Linked DNA regions of Oryzias latipes: region 2 is linked to region 1. Evidence: chromatin contacts called from public Hi-C data. All regions are on one chromosome and are shown on one strand. The core of a region is the stretch at or near the end of the contact, and the rest is flanking DNA. Distances in the headings are between cores, read along the strand shown.

Evidence for each region. Hi-C and Micro-C count contacts between places; a contact is called where the count stands out from the background.
Region 2: a contact with region 1 is called in a Hi-C map of embryo, with 2.6 times the contacts expected there. The contact joins the enhancer-like site here to the promoter of sbspon in region 1. A contact is called at or near these places in 2 of 5 Hi-C or Micro-C datasets (both in embryo).

Annotation. Positions count from the first base shown.
Region 1 is chr20:16,230,320-16,234,389 of ASM223467v1, forward strand. sbspon (somatomedin-B and thrombospondin type-1 domain-containing protein) reads left to right here and starts at 2,425. Exons shown (of 5, transcript XM_004081023.4): 1 at 2,425-3,019. The coding sequence starts at 2,794.
Region 2 is chr20:16,527,971-16,532,283 of ASM223467v1, forward strand. No RefSeq gene overlaps it. Among protein-coding and RNA genes, the nearest start is that of xkr9, 6.6 kb to the right of the region's middle. Within about 2 kb of position 1,816, at least 2 of the 8 cell types and tissues checked have an H3K27ac peak or open chromatin away from gene starts, as enhancers often do. A contact at or near this core is called in embryo, where this site is marked.

The sequences.
Region 1 (4,070 bases), core at 1,175-3,674:
ATGCAAGTGTGAGTTTTGTGCGGGCTTCCTCCTGCTGTCCAAATACATGCCGCACAGGTCAATTGGTGTCTATAAACTGCCCCTAGGGGTACATGTGTGAGTGTGTGTGGCCCTGCTACAGATTCCCAACCTGTTCAGGGCGTACCCTGCCTTCGAGCAACAATATCTGGGTTGGCTCCAGCAACACCATGACCCCAAAAGGGATTCAGATGGATTTTAGACAGCAATTAAATATTATAACATTTTAAAAGTCCATTTATTTCCGCTTGATTTACCTATTTAGAACAACTTTTTTAAGTCAAACACCCATCTGTATTCAATAACAAATCCTTCATTTATGATATATCATCTGCAAATAATAAGAACTGATGTTTCACATGGACAAACATGGGAAGATACGCTCTATTCAAACACAGCTTTTACAAGAAAGAATCACTCACATGCACATAAAATCTCTCGAACAAACACTTCAGCAGGAAGCAGTAACCCCTTCAAAGGAAAAGTGGACAAAGGCCTCCATTCATGAGAGCAGCAATCAGGAAGCCCGACCGACTACTCTGGCTGACATCATATTTTCTGTCAAATCTGAGGTCACTGTTGTTAAGGTTGCTATGATCTTGTGTGCCTCAGAGATAAGAACCCTCAGACCCTTTACAACACAAGATTGGTTTTAAAGGTGGATTTTTTTTACATCTTTGTCGACAATTGTTTCAAAACTATGGCAACCTGGTGTTGCCCTGGCAACAAGCAGCTTGCATTCCCCGTAAAGGTGTGATGGAGTTGGAGGTCATCTCCAAGACTTGTAGTGTTTGAAGTGGAGCTGCGTTTGCTCCTCAACAAATCCAAATCTGTCGATCTTAATGTTACACATAGAAAATACGCTCTTGAACGCTCCCTGGACCTCAATTTGTAACTCGACAGAAGACCGTAAACTTAAATAATACTCATTTGTCCTGACATTTTTAAATGGGATTCAAATTTTCCCCCTCCCCACTCACACACACCAAGAATCCAAGCTTTAATGGGAAGCAAATTTTATCTGACAAATGTGCACAGAAGGCAGCAGGTCCAGGGTTGGGGGTCCGTCGGATGTGAGCCTCACGCACTTTGAAGTCAGAGGAAACCCACGCAACTGTAAATCATAGATCGCTGGACCAATCACAACTGGAACTTAACTGAAGCCTTTCTGAGATTTACACTTCAGGAGGCAGGCATCTTCTTAACATTGTTCTAATTAATTACCAAAAAACATCAATTTCACTTCCTGTTTCTTCACTAATAATGTTCAAATCATGTTCTTCTGCTGGACGCTTTGGTTTAAATGCTTTCATACTTTGAAAACAAACCCATTCAGACACATTGTGATGGGTATGATCCAGATGAAGGCTTTTATTGTTGCTTGAGCTGCCTGCTCAGTGGCAAGAAAAATCAAAGAACAACCCTTGGCTCTCAGCAAGCTTCACTTTCAAGATAACAGAATAATCCCACAAGGATTGATGTCCATTCCTTCTTTACATGCACAGCAAAGCCTCAATCGATGCAAATTCTCCCAGTGGCAGGATCAGTTTTTGCTTTTACCAGTTTTGCTTTTTACAGAGCATAAATGGATCTACATTTAAGTTCCTATCTCCTAAAAAACACAAAATAATTTGCACATTGCCTTTTATTTGTCTCATCCTACTTGAAAATGGGAGGTTTGGGTGTGTTCTTGACTTTTTGTTGGGTAAAAGAGCACAAAAAAAAAAACTTCAGAAAATTCAAGAACTTATTCCATCTGGAAACAATTTGGGCTTCCCTATTGGTGAGATTGATTCTGCTTTCATCTTGGGTGTAGAACACTAGTCTTATGACAAAGACAGTTGAACCTAACCTGAAGACAGAAAAAGAGCAGATACCGTAAGCAGCCCCAAAGCCTCTGAGGTTGCAAAAAGTGTTGTGTTTGCTTAAATGGTTAAATTAAAATCCCATTTTGATAACATTTCTTTTTTTTATTTGCAGTTCAATCACTGCTGCTAACACAAATTTCATGTTTAAAATACACATTTTAAATGATTAGACTTGGAAATGTGCTTGGATAGCTTTTAATGTCTTTTTCAGAGCAAAAATTAATTCTTTTTTTTTTGATTTTAGGCTAAGTTGAGTACCGGCTTCACAAAATGTTCTAATTAAACCACAAAAGAAGTAAATGTAAGATAATAGCACACTAAATAATGCTTAATTTGATTACAGTTTTTTAAAAAGAGAACTTAGAACTAAACAGGTTTGGGCCCTGTGGCAAAATGGAACCCAGCCAAGTGTCTGCATTCCTCCCTTTCTTAGAAACTCTACAGAGAGCTGGTATCAGGGTTATTTTTGAAAGAAAGAGATAAAAAAAAATAAAAACAGGTAAAAAAAGGGGGAACATGAGGCAAGAGAAAAAAGAACAGAGTTGTAGTTCACGCCTCCCTCCACCTCCTCCTCCTGAGTGTAATCAGCCGGAGCAACTCGTTCAGCTGGTAACATGGAGAGACATCAGGTCTGAGGAGGAGTCAGCTGCACACAAGCAAAGAAATGGAAGGATGGTTAGGGCTGAGCCTCAGTGGGCTTGTTGCTCTTTTTGCAGAGGAATTCACTGGAAGTGTTGGACACACGAGACGGCCCGAGGAATTCCTGTGATGCCACTGGACTGCCGTTCCAAACTCTTGGGCACAGATGAAGAAGAGCAGGAATGAACATTTTTGAAGGGACAAATCTTATTTGATTGCTAACTGTGTGACTTGAGGGGTGGACCACTGGTGTCAAACCCCCTCAATCATGGTGGGATCCTCTGCTGGGCTTGCTTGCTGGTTGCTGCTTGCGATTACTGTTGGTCAGAACTCCCTGGTGACCGGAGGTTGTTCAGGAAAGTGCTGCTGGGGCAGAGACTTGAGCTGCTACACCTCAGACTGGAGAATGGACCGATCATACGGGACGTGCTACTGCGATGAGAGCTGCGTCAAAACCAAGGACTGTTGCTTTGACTACTTCACAGAGTGCCCAGGTGAGTGATGGGCACACCTTCAACTTATAAAGCTGCTTTGGGATGCAGGCAAAGGCAGATTTTCTACTGAATCCACCAGATTTGAGTTGGAGAAGGATCAACATTAAATACTGTAATAATAGGGGCTGCTTTTCCCAATCTGCACATCCAGCGGCTGAGCTGAGGAGGCTGGACACACTTGACATTTCCCCACAAGTGTCAAATATTCCAGTTTGTCCACCTTTATCCAAAAAACGTGATCTTCTGTAAACCAAATACCTAAGCTGGCTCTTATTTCAGATGGTTGCCCACTCCACATAATGGAATTAGTAGAAAAATGTGAAGAATGTCTCTCTGTCAATCAGTTTTGTAGCAATTACAGTTCCAGTCAAACAAATGAGGCATTCTTAACACGTGTTAAAGGTCGGTGGCCACCGCATCAGCACGCTGAAGACATCAAAGCCTGAACGGCGTGTGCAAGATCCGAGTGGAGGGGAAAGGAAATCATTGAATGCAGGTTTCTAATGAGCACAGTCTGAAAGCACCTGCAGAAGGGCAGCTAGCCGTTCACGTCTGAATAATACGTTATCTAAAAGGCACTGCTTCACATTACAATTGTTTTTTTCAAGAAAAAAAAAAAAAAAAAAAAAAAAAATATATATATATATATATATATATATATATATATATATATATATATATATATATATATATATACACTAAAGATGATTGGAAATTTAAAGGTGGATACATCTTCATACATATACATCCACATGTAAATGATGCCATTGTCATTACTCTTCATCAGCAGACATTTATTTACCTAAACATGCAATTCATGACAATTATTATTTAATTGAAAAAATATCTACAAACCTTCATTCTAGTGCAATGCGCTTCAAATAAAACCCTCCAATGTAAAAGTGTTTTAACTTTCATAAAATAATATTTTTTGTAAGTTTCTTTTTGACATTGCAAGCAGTCAAAGATAGTTTGGGTATGGAAAGTTGAAATAATTGGACATCCATAAAGACAATGGTGCTTCTCTGCCAGAGATCTCCTCCTTGGATGG
Region 2 (4,313 bases), core at 566-3,065, 300 kb after region 1:
GTGGCAAACATGCTTGCATTCGCTTTTGCACGGGCAGGATGCAGAACAAACCACATGTCGTTGCAATACTTTGACTGTCTAACCCTCAGATTGTTATTTAGCTGGACCACTGCCTGGGGCATTGTGGTCGGAACCCAGTCAGTGTGAAGGAGACGGCACATTATCATTTCACTGCCCGCTACATTACACATGCTAATAAGAGAAGACCGCCGGGATGTTTTTTAGAAGAGACGGTGAAGTCATCAGCAAGCTTTATCTCGGTTAGGATCGGGGGGGGGTTCCTCAGGGGGCTCCAAAACTTTTGCCAGGGAGTCTCTCTGAGCACATGACTCAGTCACCACACCTTTGTTGCATTATGGGTCAGACCAAAAGACCCTGCGCTCTTGACACCATAGTGAGATGCTGTACTGATAGCTTTAAGAACATAAATGAAAACATTCACCATTTCTTCTTTTTTCTTTTTTTTTACCATCTCTTGGCTCAGTTCTGTCCTTTTGGCCTTAATCTTAAATTTATTTAACTAACGGTATGAAGAGCATGCATGGTAGGAGTTACTGTTATTAAGCATTCCAACACAAATTATGGGTCAGATACATTTTAAAAATGTCACTTTTTTTATTTTGTTGCTGAAAACAGTAAATAATTGTGTTATTTTACACAAAAAATACTCCCAGAATTCACAGTTTAGATGTAAACTTTTTTTCATATTGGCTGTCAGGAATATAAAGACACAAATCCATGAGGATGGAGGAACATCCCGAGTCTCTTCCCTTCTGATTTTATTGCTCAGTTAAATGTCCTCCAGGGTAACAACAGGCTCCCCTTTTCATGCTCACACTACAATGCCACTAAAAGAAACCAGATCACACATAGCAGTGTTTTTTTTTTGCTCCAGACCCAAAATGTGTTATATGGTCATTTCTCCCCTTCTGTGCGCTGCAGATGGGTTAAATATTACATCAAAGCGTCTTTAATGTTTCACCTCTCACATTTCTGCTCCATATCAAGTTCAAAACTAATGCAGGCTGCCTTTTTACAGTAGATTTAATGGATCTTTGTCCATAATCACATTAGCACTGGCTCAACGTATAACAAATTTCACCGTACCAGCATCAAAGACCTTACTTCTTGTCATAATCATGCGTAGCATCCTTCCCTGCTGTCGAGATCAATGGGCTTTCTGATTCTCTGTGGAATAGAATTTGTCATGAGCTGATAAGCTGTGTTGCGCACAGGTCAAGGATGGTTCCTCATGGCTTTGAGCGCCAAAATCTTTAATGTTTCTTAAATGGATGAACTTACAATCACCTATGAATCCCCAAAAAATGTGTATTTTTGAATCCAAAACCGCTTTGATTTGAAACAAAGAGTTGAAGGTTTGACATTTCTAACAAATCATGAGTTAAAAATACCACAGCAGTCATTAGACAGCGTTTCCTGTTCCGAGTTATCAATAGATGATCCTGATTAGGGAAGGATTCAAGCAGACAGACTGCAGACAAACTAAAATTAATGACTTCCACTGAGATCTCCTAGAACTGATCTGCAGAAGGAAATATGTTGATTATCAAGCTTACCACACAGAAAGACTTGCAAACTCATATGTATGTGAACGCTCTTTTGCACAAAGCAATCTTTTTTCATAGCTGATTGTATTTGCCGTATTTGGGTTGTATGCATGAGGTCTTTGCCCCAGTTCCTTCACCCTGTGCAGCATAAATAAACAGGAACACTTGATAATCCATCATCCTGTGGGCTGTGGGAGTGTGCCCAACGCTAACATGGCTTCTGTTTTCCATCTGTGTGTATGTGTGAGAGGCTCTGTGAGAGAACCAAGATAGGTAGCACCTTTATGTTAATGCTCCCTGATTGTCCATGACTGTGAGACGTAAACCTCCTGCACTAAATGAGGATTATACAAATGAGCTTCCGCTTTTCTCATTGTGGGTTCTGCTCGACTGGAAAAGATGCAGAGTATGGAGATTTTTTTTCTCCTCTGTGCTTGAAACTGCTCTGCTCCATGAGGTTCTTTACAGATGACTCACATCTGTTGCTTTCTGAGCTGAGAAGAACTTAATATATTATCCTGCTTAAAGTTGATAAACACAAACCTGTTTAAAAAATGATTGAAAGTATTCTACTATTCCCAGCTGGAAGTGATGAAACTTTTACAGTAGGTTTACTTGTTAATATTCACATGATGTTTTGACCATGAATGTGTTTAAAGACCCACTCTAAAAAAAAATTGTGTTTTGGTGAGTTTTTTTTAACATTTGTCTTGTGGCACTTTTCGAATAAATTTAAAGAAAATTTGGCTCAAAATTGGCTTTTTCAGTATTTCTTTATTCAAATCATTGCGAATCAGAAGTAGCAGAAATTCTATTTGAAAAAGATTGTATCGGTCACATGAAAAATAAGCTTCCTGCTTCGCTCCTTTCTGATACATCCACTTGCAGACGACTAGATCCGTGAACGTCTTTATTTGCCTCATCTGAGCTGGAATCTGGCTCAAAAGTGTGCGGCTGGATAGCTCCAATGTTGCTCGCTGTTTTTGTTGCACCGTAATGTTGGGTTGGGGATTGTTAGGGACTGTAAGCTATCGGGAGAGAGTGTAAACAGAAAGCTCTCAGTAAAGAGGAGGGGGTGGGGTGGCTTCATAGCCAATGGGCAGGCCCACAACTCAAGAGGTGAATTTCTAATGAACTCCTGGTGCTCTCCAGAAATTATTTCCTAGAAAACGACGCTTGATTTTGGCTAAAAACGGTAAAATCACAAATAAAAAAAACACTGGGAATGCTTTCGCAAAAGATCAAAAGATGATCGGAGTGGGACTTTTAGAAAAAGGTACAGAAAGATTATCATAAAATAAGGGGCTTATCTCCAAAAAGACTTTATTGGTTTGAAATCGAGGTGTATTCACCATTTAAACTCTTGTTTTCGGTTAAACACAGTGGTGGTGGTATTATTGTGTGATCCTGCTTTGGTAGCTATGAGTAACAACATTTATTTTATTAATTGCACTAAATACCAAGTTTCCTTGTGAAAAGCTTCAAGGACCAGACTACAGTTATGTGGAGTTTCTAGAACGAAATGGATCAAATTCATAGATCAGTTTGAGACCAAATTAAGCTCAGTGTATCTAAAACTCAAGTTAATTTTTTGATGCATTCCATCCACTGATCTCATTCGTTGTACTTTCTGTTGAAACTCAGACTGACTTCCTTGGTGCAGCTTTAGTTATGCAGCCACACCGGAGCCAAAAATCCAAATAATAACAATAGCTGGGGCATTTTAGCCAGCAAAACTCAATAATGTCCCTGTTCACGCCATGAGGACTTTATTTACAAAACCCTGTGGGTAACGCAATGCCACGCTCTGATCACACAGCAGCCTACTGCATGCAATTACCCTGAGCCCGCTCTCCAATCTGTCACTGCCCAAACTCATTTGTAAATGTGCATGTACAGTGATTAAAGAAATGTTGGTGCCACTGCTCAAAAGAAGCCAAAAAAGAATGAACTAAGGGTGGGGTTGGGGGCTGCGGTTGTGTATCATTCCTCATCTACTTTCTTCCATGGAGCAAAGCTGCCATGTCAGAAGGAGCCAAGAGAGCAATGATCAGATCACCAGCACTGCTAATGCATGTGAGGCGGTGGTGCAGCAGTCCAGCTATAATAATTAAAGACATACAGCATCTCGGGGCTTCATTAATCATGGTTTATATGGACTTTGAAGCTTTAATGGAAAACAGCCTGCCTGTGTGGGTTCATTGTGTCTATACAAATTGTGGGGACGGCGTGCGCCAGGAATGTCCCCCACCCCGGTTTCAGGATGTGGAGATGCAAAACAAAAAGATAAGATTTAGTGCAAAGCTGAGAGGCGGTTCGATTTTTGATCGAACTGCAGTCTAGTCGGATTAAACGTAGTCAGGTTTGCATTATTTTTGTGTTTTGTTGAACACAGGTCCCACTTTTACATATCAGGATCTTTGATTGGCGTTTCACTTCTCAAATTCTCACTGGGTTCTCCATACTTTTCTGCTGGAGGTTTTTTTCATTTATTTTTTTAGTGAGATCTGACTGAGAGATTACTGGGTATTACGCTCTCAGTGCCAAAAGTGGAAATTACAGCAAGGCTGTCAACGCCAGGGTTCTTTCTGCTTGTTTTCTCCCAAAGAGAGAGGAAGGTAATGTTTTACTCAACACATTTCATCCCAATGGCTTGTGACTGCTCCCTGGCAGAGCAACAAGTTGTGAGTCGCAGCCAAAAATGATGTGTGGTTCAACAAAAGCCAAGGACACCAAAAAAGGAAA